Regions from separate parts of the Triticum aestivum genome. Here region 1 is linked to region 2. The links are chromatin contacts, called in public Hi-C maps. All regions are on one chromosome and are shown on one strand. The core of a region is the stretch at or near the end of the contact, and the rest is flanking DNA. Distances in the headings are between cores, read along the strand shown.

What was found. A called contact is a pair of places that touch in the nucleus more often than the background predicts.
Region 1: a contact with region 2 is called in a Hi-C map of leaf, with 9 times the contacts expected there. The contact joins the promoter of LOC123144135 here to the promoter of LOC123144134 in region 2. A contact is called at or near these places in 3 of 5 Hi-C or Micro-C datasets (leaf and an unstated tissue).

The regions. Positions count from the first base shown.
Region 1 is chr6D:137,669,390-137,674,256 of IWGSC CS RefSeq v2.1, forward strand. It overlaps LOC123144135 (ribosomal RNA large subunit methyltransferase I), which reads right to left and starts at 2,654. Exons shown (of 8, transcript XM_044563169.1): 1 at 2,386-2,654; 2 at 1,447-1,672; 3 at 1,232-1,366; 4 at 674-896; 5 at 103-289. The coding sequence starts at 2,641.
Region 2 is chr6D:137,121,089-137,125,762 of IWGSC CS RefSeq v2.1, forward strand. LOC123144134 (succinate-semialdehyde dehydrogenase, mitochondrial) reads right to left here and starts at 1,690. Exons shown (of 20, transcript XM_044563168.1): 1 at 1,448-1,690; 2 at 1,215-1,331; 3 at 284-383. The coding sequence starts at 1,543. LOC123141352 (putative disease resistance RPP13-like protein 3) reads right to left here. Exons shown (of 3, transcript XM_044560524.1): 3 at 3,628-4,674. The coding sequence ends at 3,946.

The DNA of each region.
Region 1 (4,867 bases), core at 1,404-3,903, 550 kb after region 2:
TTTTCCAAATGAATGATACAACTAAACTATAATTCAACTGTGATGAACTCTCAGAGCATCTGAACGGAGGACTAAAAGGTCCAGTAGCTTACAGTACTATACCAGTAACATTAGTTGCACCGCCCTTGGCTGCACTAAGAGCAAAACCACCACTGTAACAGCAAAGGTCCAGAACCCTCTGGTCCTTTGAGAGTGTGGATATGAAGTGGCGACTTTCCCGTTGATCTGCATAAAAACCTGTCTTCTGCCCCTCCATAGAGACTAGATAGACGATGCCATTTTCCATAACCTGGATGTAAGAAAAGCACACATGTTGGAACTACGAGCAACACAAGTATGCAACATAGCAGGTAGAGAAGATTGACAAATACTGCAAGTGAAGCTATTGCAATGCTCCGTTCAGTCCCACACAACCGCACACACCATCAGTCTCTTTACACTAGCTGTAGTTGCTAACTTGCTATATTAATTGAGTATGACAAACCCAGTTCAAAAAGAATATGGCAAAGGCAAAAATGTACTCGAATTGAAGCTAAACCTCCTCGCATTTTTTTTTTATGCTGAACCGTATTACCGTGACTTGCTAAAAATAGATACATTGAACCATAATTTGTAAAATTTTAGAATCAAACTTCCTAACTTCCTTTAAAAACATTTAAGTCAGCAGGCTCACCTTCACAGTTCCAGAGTATGAAGAGGGTGCAGGTTCTTTTTGTTCTGACATATCTAATCCTTCTTCTTTTAGAATATCAGTTGATGACCTCCACTTTATATGTTTAACATCACTAACTTTGCTAACAAGGGACTGGATTTGTTGCCTATATTTCTCAACCCAAGCAGCAGATGAAGCAATCACAGCAACATCAGCAAATATATCCACTATCAGACCAGATAATCTGCATTTCAAAACATTGAATATTGATAGTTTCACTACTATGCATGAATACAAGAATGATACAACAGGCAAGGTTCCGGAGAGATAGAAAAATACAAGTCATTCAATGCTCAAGATCAGTATTCCATGCTGCACATGTCGAAAATACACAGGGCAATATAACTATCTATTGTTTATACAAAGATATCAAGATACAAAGTTGAACTATTTGGAGACGCATATATACTAGAAGTAAAAAATGGTTCTGAATGCTGAACTAACCATGCTCCTTTCAATGATGGATATCAAGGTGGTTTCTTTGCTAACTGAAGTATAGCAATGGAGAACAGTATATACCTGTCGCCTTCACTATTGATGAGACGGTAAGCATTTGTATTAGTTGAGGGGAAACCCAAACTACGCCGTAAATCCACCGCAGAACAAAGTCTTTCTTCGAGCAGTCTTTCCATATTTAATGCAGAGGCTGGATCTCTGAGCAAAACAAAAATAGGGGATATTCAGCACAAGCTCTCAAAATTTCAATAACCATAGAACCTCAACAATTGTGTCACCTTTTTGCCTCTTCTTCTAGTTGCATTAGCCGAACACAAAACATAGACACGGAGTTATAGACACCCCACCCGATAGGTTTCTCTGACCCATCAGCTACCAAAACAACATCACCAGTTTTCGGAGGAGGCCGTCCAATTATTCTATCAACAGCACCACTGTACACCATTGGACTCCCATCTCGGAATATCTGAGTCTTGCCCTTCTTTAGTACCACTCTCGCCAAACCTAAAAAAGGTGCTTGGATGTTAGTATATACTTCGGTTCGAGAGAAGGAAAGAAATAAGTCCCTACTGGCCATAACCTATGCTAACCCAAACAAGCGGAATGGGAGATGCTTGATTAATCGATTTCAGCGTTGTCGATGAAATCTAGCCAGCTTTTTGGACAAGGTCCATCAATCCACTTTGTGGTGATGCATGCCACTATTTCGTGAAACTAATTTAAACTAAGGATGAACCGTTTTTAGGAGACTGTAACTACCATCGTTTCTAGCTGTTGTTACCATCGTTTCTACAGTTGACAACCTCTGGCTTGGAGGATTATGAGCAAGTAAAGTTAGCAATATAGGTCCTCATACCAGGCCATGAAACAACGACCAAACGTTTACAGTTATTTACCACTCGCTACAACTGTATCAAGCAATGAGCGTCCAAGCTCAGGAAATGGACGCATTGGCAAACGGCCGACCCATAACCAGATCGAAACGCAACACGGGAAACAAATGCGCAGTTCACTTGGTCGTTTCAACAAACAGCTCGTCGCCATGGCGCTCCCATTCGCCGCCACGCGGAGGATAGAAGGGACGAGCACAAACCTCGCTGCACGGGACGAGCAGAAACGAGCGCCGCGGCGGGGGAGAGGACGGCAGTAAAGCCGTTGGACAGAATGCCGGCAGAGACTAGGCGAGCGCGGGCGCGGGATGAGTAAAGGGCGTGGACCTTTGCGGTCGGCGGCGAGCTCTTCCAGGGCGGAGGAGGAGGCGACGGCGGAGGCGGAGGCGGGCCTCGCGAGGCGCGCCCTGACGAGGGCAGGCACAGACGCCGGAGCCGCGGCGCCGCAGGCGCGGAGCATCGCGTAGCTCGTGTTGGCGCTGCCTATAGCTGCCGACGTTCGCCACAAAGGTAACCGAGACTTGTGGATTGGTATTTCCTCTTCAAGTTGCGCATCTGTGTCACTGCGACGTGGGGCCTTCATCGAGGCCAGGCCACTGAAGAGTGGAACTCTCCCGTTCGAATCGCTGCTACTCAATAAATCACCTGCCACCGCCTAGTTGGGCCTTTGTGTAATTTAGAGCATTTCTTTTTTTGAGGGTTAATTTAGAGCATTTCTTTTTTTGAGGGTTAATTTAGAGCATTTCTTGCTTGATAAGGTCTGCGATGCTTAGTTTCAGTTCTACTCCCTCCGATCCTAAATATAAGTCCTTTTATAGTAATTTTGGGATATAACATTAGCATTGGTTAAAAATTCAAAAAAAATATTTTTTTTGGCACGAAACATTGATGTTTTTTCAACATTTTGCATGCAAAATTTCGCAACAAAACCACATTCGTGTAGGTGTGGGGAAAAAAACAAAATCAATGCTCCAAAAAGCAAGCAAAATTTGCACACATGTTGAAAAAACATCAATGTTTCTTGAAAAGAACATATTTTATTTAATATTTTTAACATTTTTTTGGATTTTACTGTTCACACGGGCTCATGTGAGCTCGGGTGCAGAACAGCTGCGTCCTATCCATTAACACATGTTCTTTTGTATCAGTTCATAGTTTGTGACCTCAGTAGTTGTGTGAAAAGAGAAGTTACATTGTCTGCCAAATTCAATGATAAACCTGAGACGATAAGTTCTCAACCTAGCATCATGGTTTTGAGTAAACGTCACAAATCTACATTTGTTTTGTGCGAACTATCACAAGTCCGCATTTCCATGTTCTTACTTCACAATACTGCAATTTTCTTTGGCACAAGTTTTTTCACAAAACTGCATTCCTTACAGGATGATGTACAGCCTTGAGAGGATGGGCTCCAGATGGCACACATACTGATCTGTTTGTGTGACGTATGTAAAGAAGGGCGGAACTCTTCCAATGAATGACTAAATCGATGAAGATTCGGTCCAAAAAAATTGATGAAGAATGATCTGCAGCAAGGCCACTAATTTATTTAACTTATGGCTGCACTACTACTGTGTAGTATCACAAACAGTCTAGAACGGGTTATGTTGGCCTTCTTAGGCTCTTGGGTCAGTCCTTTTGATATTCCATGTGATGTGAAACATTTTCTTATGCATGTTATCATTGTTCCCTTAAGGCAATCATTTTACATGCCTGGTTCTACTGGGATCTTTCCTAAACTTGGCCTCGGTTATGATTGTGGACTGGTTTTCTTCATTTATCTAGAGGCTATTTGCATATCTGTTTAAGCTTGGAACACCAATTTCTCATTTTACCCTCGTGCATCCAACTTATTAAAAACTTTAAATAGTTTATTGATCATCTAAGAGAAGGCATATATTGCTGATAATTAACTGAAGAGTGAATATTTTGAAAAACTGAACGGCGAATACTTACTGGTCACTACTTACAAAAATATGACTTGCTGAGTGCTTGGTAGCTTTGCTCTGTACACAATTGACATTGGACAAAATGATTTCACCTCAAATCTTGGATCACTTGGTGTGGAAAGCGTCAAGCAAAGTCTACCTTCAGTTGTCAACCAGATATCCTAGACAATACAGGTCTGTGGCAAGATGATTTGCTACTTCAAATTGAATTGTTGAAATGATCAGAAGAGAGGAGGTTCGGTTAATTCCATGGTTCATGCCACCTATTCATGTCTGGCAGGACTTGCGTAACATCCGAGCTTGCAACAGTTCATGGTGTCAAACACAGCACCCATCCGGCATTCCCCATGATGCATGAAAAGTTACCATGGTGGAGTGGTATACTACAATGAACTCTGCTAAACAACAGCTTAGCTGAGGTCAGGAAGAAGTTTCAGGATGCGTCGATCATGTACCTCGACAAGCACACTGTAATGTTTGAACTGTTCCAACATCCAAATGCTCATGTTAAGTTCGGTTAAATATTGTCCTTGCAGATTTGGTTCATATTTACATTCAACAGCAAAATTGACTGGTCTGGTGATGATCTCAGGGCTAGTGTACGGGACTAGAGCTTCCTGTGGATATGATGGCAGAACTTACATTTTCAATCAAGATGCTTGTCGTGGAAACAGCAAGGTAGTGAAGAGCGGAGAGCATGTGGAGAAGAGAACAGCAGAAGCAGCAAAGAAGATGATAGCCTCTAAAGTAATCAGTGGGTCCTTTTCGTACCCACCTTTCGATCTTTCAAAGCTCTGCAGCCCATAGGCATCATCAACTAGTTAGATATACAATGTTGCTTAAAATGCTATCACGGGATT
Region 2 (4,674 bases), core at 440-2,939:
TTTATTAAATTACTATTTATGGCAATAAAACTAAGCCAGAATGAAAGCATTTTCTGATACACAGAAGATATTAGTTGATTGTGGAGACGTAAGTGACATCTGAGCAAGGGTTCACTTGATTCATGGTGTTCCAATGCTGATCTTCCGCAGACACGGAAGCAATTTAATTTGCATATATTATTAATATTATAAGCATGTCAAGACAGTTTAACTGGCACTTACAAAACATTATTTGGTCAGTGTTCAAGCATTAAAAGCGAATACACTAATGTGTTTGACATACTATAAAATGTAGTGTTAGCAGAAGTTATTGCATCAGCTGTTTCTCTGTTGCCCATGCAGGCTACATTTGCTAGGACCTCGCCAGTTGCTGGATTTTGCACCTACAAGAAAAATAAGTTATTCCAGTGACAAAGATTGACAATCAACATTAGCAACTTACCATAGATTAGAGAATTGAGATATAAAAAGTGAGTAGAGTTGCAGTAGCAACATTTCATTAATTCCTCATACTGTTCAGCGCTCATTACAGAAATAACCTAAGGAGCAAACTCAAAAGGCTCAAGACCAGCTAAGTTCCGGCACTATTTTCATGGCTATCAAGGCGTACGGTGGCTAAGACAGGGCAAAACCATACTAAAGAATTACTCATGGCTCCAAACTATATCAGGCAAGAGGAAAATTTTAATGGTGCTAACGTCCTAGGAATGGGGTCAAAAGTCCAAGCAACATTGCCAGAGCTCATCGATGCAGCACTAACCGTATTGAGTTTTCCCGTCTCAACACTGGATCTTCAGCCTGTCAACACTCGGTGACACAACCTAGTTTATGTGCTCCCCTCGGCAGATTCACCTGTCGTGCGGCATAAAACCTCCCCACTGACCAAAACATGTTGCAACGAAGCACACAATTCTGTTTAGCCCACTCCACCAAGCAGTCTGACACTGTCGCACACAGACTGCTCACCGGAATGCCCCAGTGGGGAGGGAATGTGCTCACAGCTTAAGAACACACGACTAATAGCTACACCAACAAAATTGCAATTCAACAGAACGAACTAAGAAATTCGGCACAAAATTTCGAACTCCCACGCGTTCCATTAAGTAGCAACTGGAGCGCCGCAATAAGCCCTGATTTCCCCTCGAAATCGAACGCTATCCGAACCGCGCCAATCAACAGGCATCGCGAAGGATGGATGGAGGGAGTAACGGTACCTCGATGGTCTTCCCGTCGTAGGCGTCGACCCATTTGCCGCCGATGAGGCCGCGCGTCCTGAGCAGCCCCGCCGCCCGGATCTTCTCCATCGCCGCGCCCGCGTCCACGCTGCCCATCTGCGCACCCACCCAGCGATTAACAGAAAAAACACGACCCACCGAGCACCACCGCCGGGGGGCGCGAGGGGTATGAAGGGGCGCAGGCGAGTGGGGTGGGGGCAAAGATGGCGTACGTGGCGGCGGCTGGCGACGCGGGAGGAGGCGGAGACGGAGGCGGCCAGGATGTGGCGGGCGCCGAGCGCCGCCGCGCGTCGCATCGCCATCGCCATCTGAAGGAAGCGACGAGTGACGAACACCTGCACCTGGTGTGGCCGGGTCTCTGTGTCTTATTCACACGAGCGCTTTACACGTGGCCTGCTGAGCTGGTGCGGAGGTGGGGAAATTTTGAACGTTGTGCGATGGCGACCTCGCAACCTCTCGCCCCGAGGTCGGCAAATATTCGCGGGCCGGCGTGGACCGCACGGACGGCCAGGTCGCCCCAGATCACAAAGAATGCACTTGCCCTTTTTGCCCTCCTAAAACCATTCTATGCAGCACCATGCAGACAAGCAAGGAAATCCATTTCGACTGAACATGCTCAATTATTTTATTAATTTTATTAGGGCATCTACAATGGTGATATCTTAGAAGTGTCACATAAGATAATTGCTCAGGTAAAGTGAGAGAAACCATAAGAAAATGTTTGTCTTTTCTTAATTAAGAGATGATTTTTTAGCAACAATTGTCTCACCACATATTTAAGGATATTTAGTTTTGGAGACCAGACTAAAGTAACTTATTGTACATCACTTTTTATTGTCTTATCTAGATTACGTGGCGGACATAAGATAAGACGGCATTATCAACCATTATACATGCCCTTAATAACTCGGGCATTAGCAAGCAGTTTATGCCACTTTATTTACATGGTCAATACATAAATTTGAAATGGTGGCCGGAGATATGGGCCAAACAACAATCATCTCTCTCTCAGGTGCACACATGCATATATACAGAGGCAAATGTTTTTAACTGACAGCCTCCCTGACATATCAGGGCCACCAGCCAGCTCCCATGGTAAAGAGGACCCGGTGACCAGTGCCAACGTGCGCCCCAGGCGCACGGGCCGCGCCAACTCCTGCTACAGTGGGCCGGAAAGGGTCAATGCTATCCAGACGAGGGGCTCGACTACTTAGGCATCCAACGACAAGACCAGAGGCATCAAGAGGATCACGGCGGCACGGCTCGGGCGGCTACCCACCTACCACTTTTCCCCTTTGTTCCTCCCGCGTGAGGCCTAGTTCATCCTTCCTTCCTCGAAATTCTTGTACCTCTTCTTGTAATCGCCACTGATTCAGACCACTGAGAGGAAGAACTCATCCTGTAACACTAGATCGTGAGTGGGTGTTAAAATTAACAAATCGAATAGACGCAAAGTAACACTCTGAAAGCTTATATGCATCACACATGAACAAAAACTATATGTATTGTGTTATATGGATATTGCACATGGTATGAACTTCACACGGTTGATCTTCATTAGGAGCTTGGATGATCTTCGAAAAATGGCACATTGCTGGTTTCTTTCATTTTTAGCATATATTGGATGATCTTCAGAAAACAACATGTTGCTGGTTTCTTTCATTTTAGTATGGAGATTTTTATCTTGAACGTTTATTATTTCCTGAATAGGTGGGGAGATGAGATCAAAGATGCCGAGAGCACATACAAATCTCCATTTGCACTAGGCAAGGACATGCTCCATCCGCTACCATAATTTCCTTCACGTCCGCGTCTAGATTCAGTTCCTTGAGACTATGAAACCCAGAAATGAAGTCAAGACGTGCCTCCTGATAGGACTCAGGGAGTAGAGCTAGATAGGTAAGAAGGGGCAACTCATTACTTAGTTGGTTGATGAAGTAATTGTGACACCATGCCTTTGAGAATTTTCTTGTCTTTTGGATCAAGGTCATGACACTGGTTCCATTGGCCACCAGACAATGATCAAGGGGGCTCGTCCTCTAGAACCAAACTCACAATGTCGCATCTCGTCATGGGACTTAGTGTCGTGACATGGCTTCCTTTCTTGCGCAACATTACACATGCTCTGGCTGGAGGGGAAGGGCTCCCAGGTTAATTGTTTGTCAATTCTTACTCTAAGAATAGGCAGGTTCATAGAACATTTTTGTTCTAGCGTGAATAAGATTTAGCTATCCCCCCCCTTTTCTCTATAACTTACTAAGCTTTCGTTTGAGTGAGATCAAGCTAAATACAACGGGAAAATCACAAAAGACCAAAGTCACCAATCACAATGTAACATCAACATGCCACGTTCCAAATATACTTACCCTTTTTATTCTCACAATACATACAACATGCTCAATCATTTTATTAACTCTGGCATAAGCAATCGGTTTCTGCCACTTTATTTTACATAGTCAATACATATTTGAAATGCTGAGTAAGTCTAATCCTCAGAGATATAGGACAAACAACAATCATCTCGCTCTCAGGAGCATGCACGAATGCTTAGAAAATTGACACAAGTAACACTCCCGAGCTTATGAATCACACAGAATAAAACATATATACATCGTGTTATACAAACATTGCACATAGTACGAACCTCACATGGTTGATCTTCAGTAGGAGCTTTGATCTTCATGAAACACCACATCGACGTCGCGTACTTTCATATTTTCATCTTTTTATAGAGATAGTAATCTTGGTGTTTGATTATTTTCTCAATATTGTGTCGGACCTTGAGATGAAGACCCTTTGAGTAGTTGGTAATCTCCAACTTCTCTAGACATGGACATGCTGGGTCCTCTATCACAATTTCCTCCACACACATGTCTAGGTCTAGCTTTAGTTCTTTGAGACTCTGAAACCCATCCTTGAAGGCAAGACATCGCTCCTCGTAGGACTCGGGGAGTAGAGCTAGAGAGGCAAGAAGAGGAAGCTCAACACTTAGTTTGTTGATGAAGTATTGCGACACCTTGGTCTTATTCAGAGACAACTTTGTCAGAGTTGAGAATTTCCGGAAGTATAACGGGTTACTGTCGTTTAATGGTGGCTCGATCTTCCCTTTCAGAATCATCACCTGAAGGCGTGTAAAGTTGGAGAAAGTGAACAACTCCAGGGAAATTACCTTGCCTTCAATGCTTAGGAGCACGAGGTACTTGACTTCATAGATAGCTGCCAAGACAGCCTGGGCATTTTTGTCGGGGAGGTTCCAAATGTACAAGGACTGAAGATGCTTCATGCAGGCGAAGGTTGTTGTATCCCAGACACCACCATCTTCATCGGGCTTTACTTCTTGTAGTGTCTGTAGTTGCTCTAGGTTGCCGACTCGCCTGGGCAAGATGATGGATCCAAACACATGTCGCAGTGTTGGAATCCTCCGGAACTCCCTGGGAAG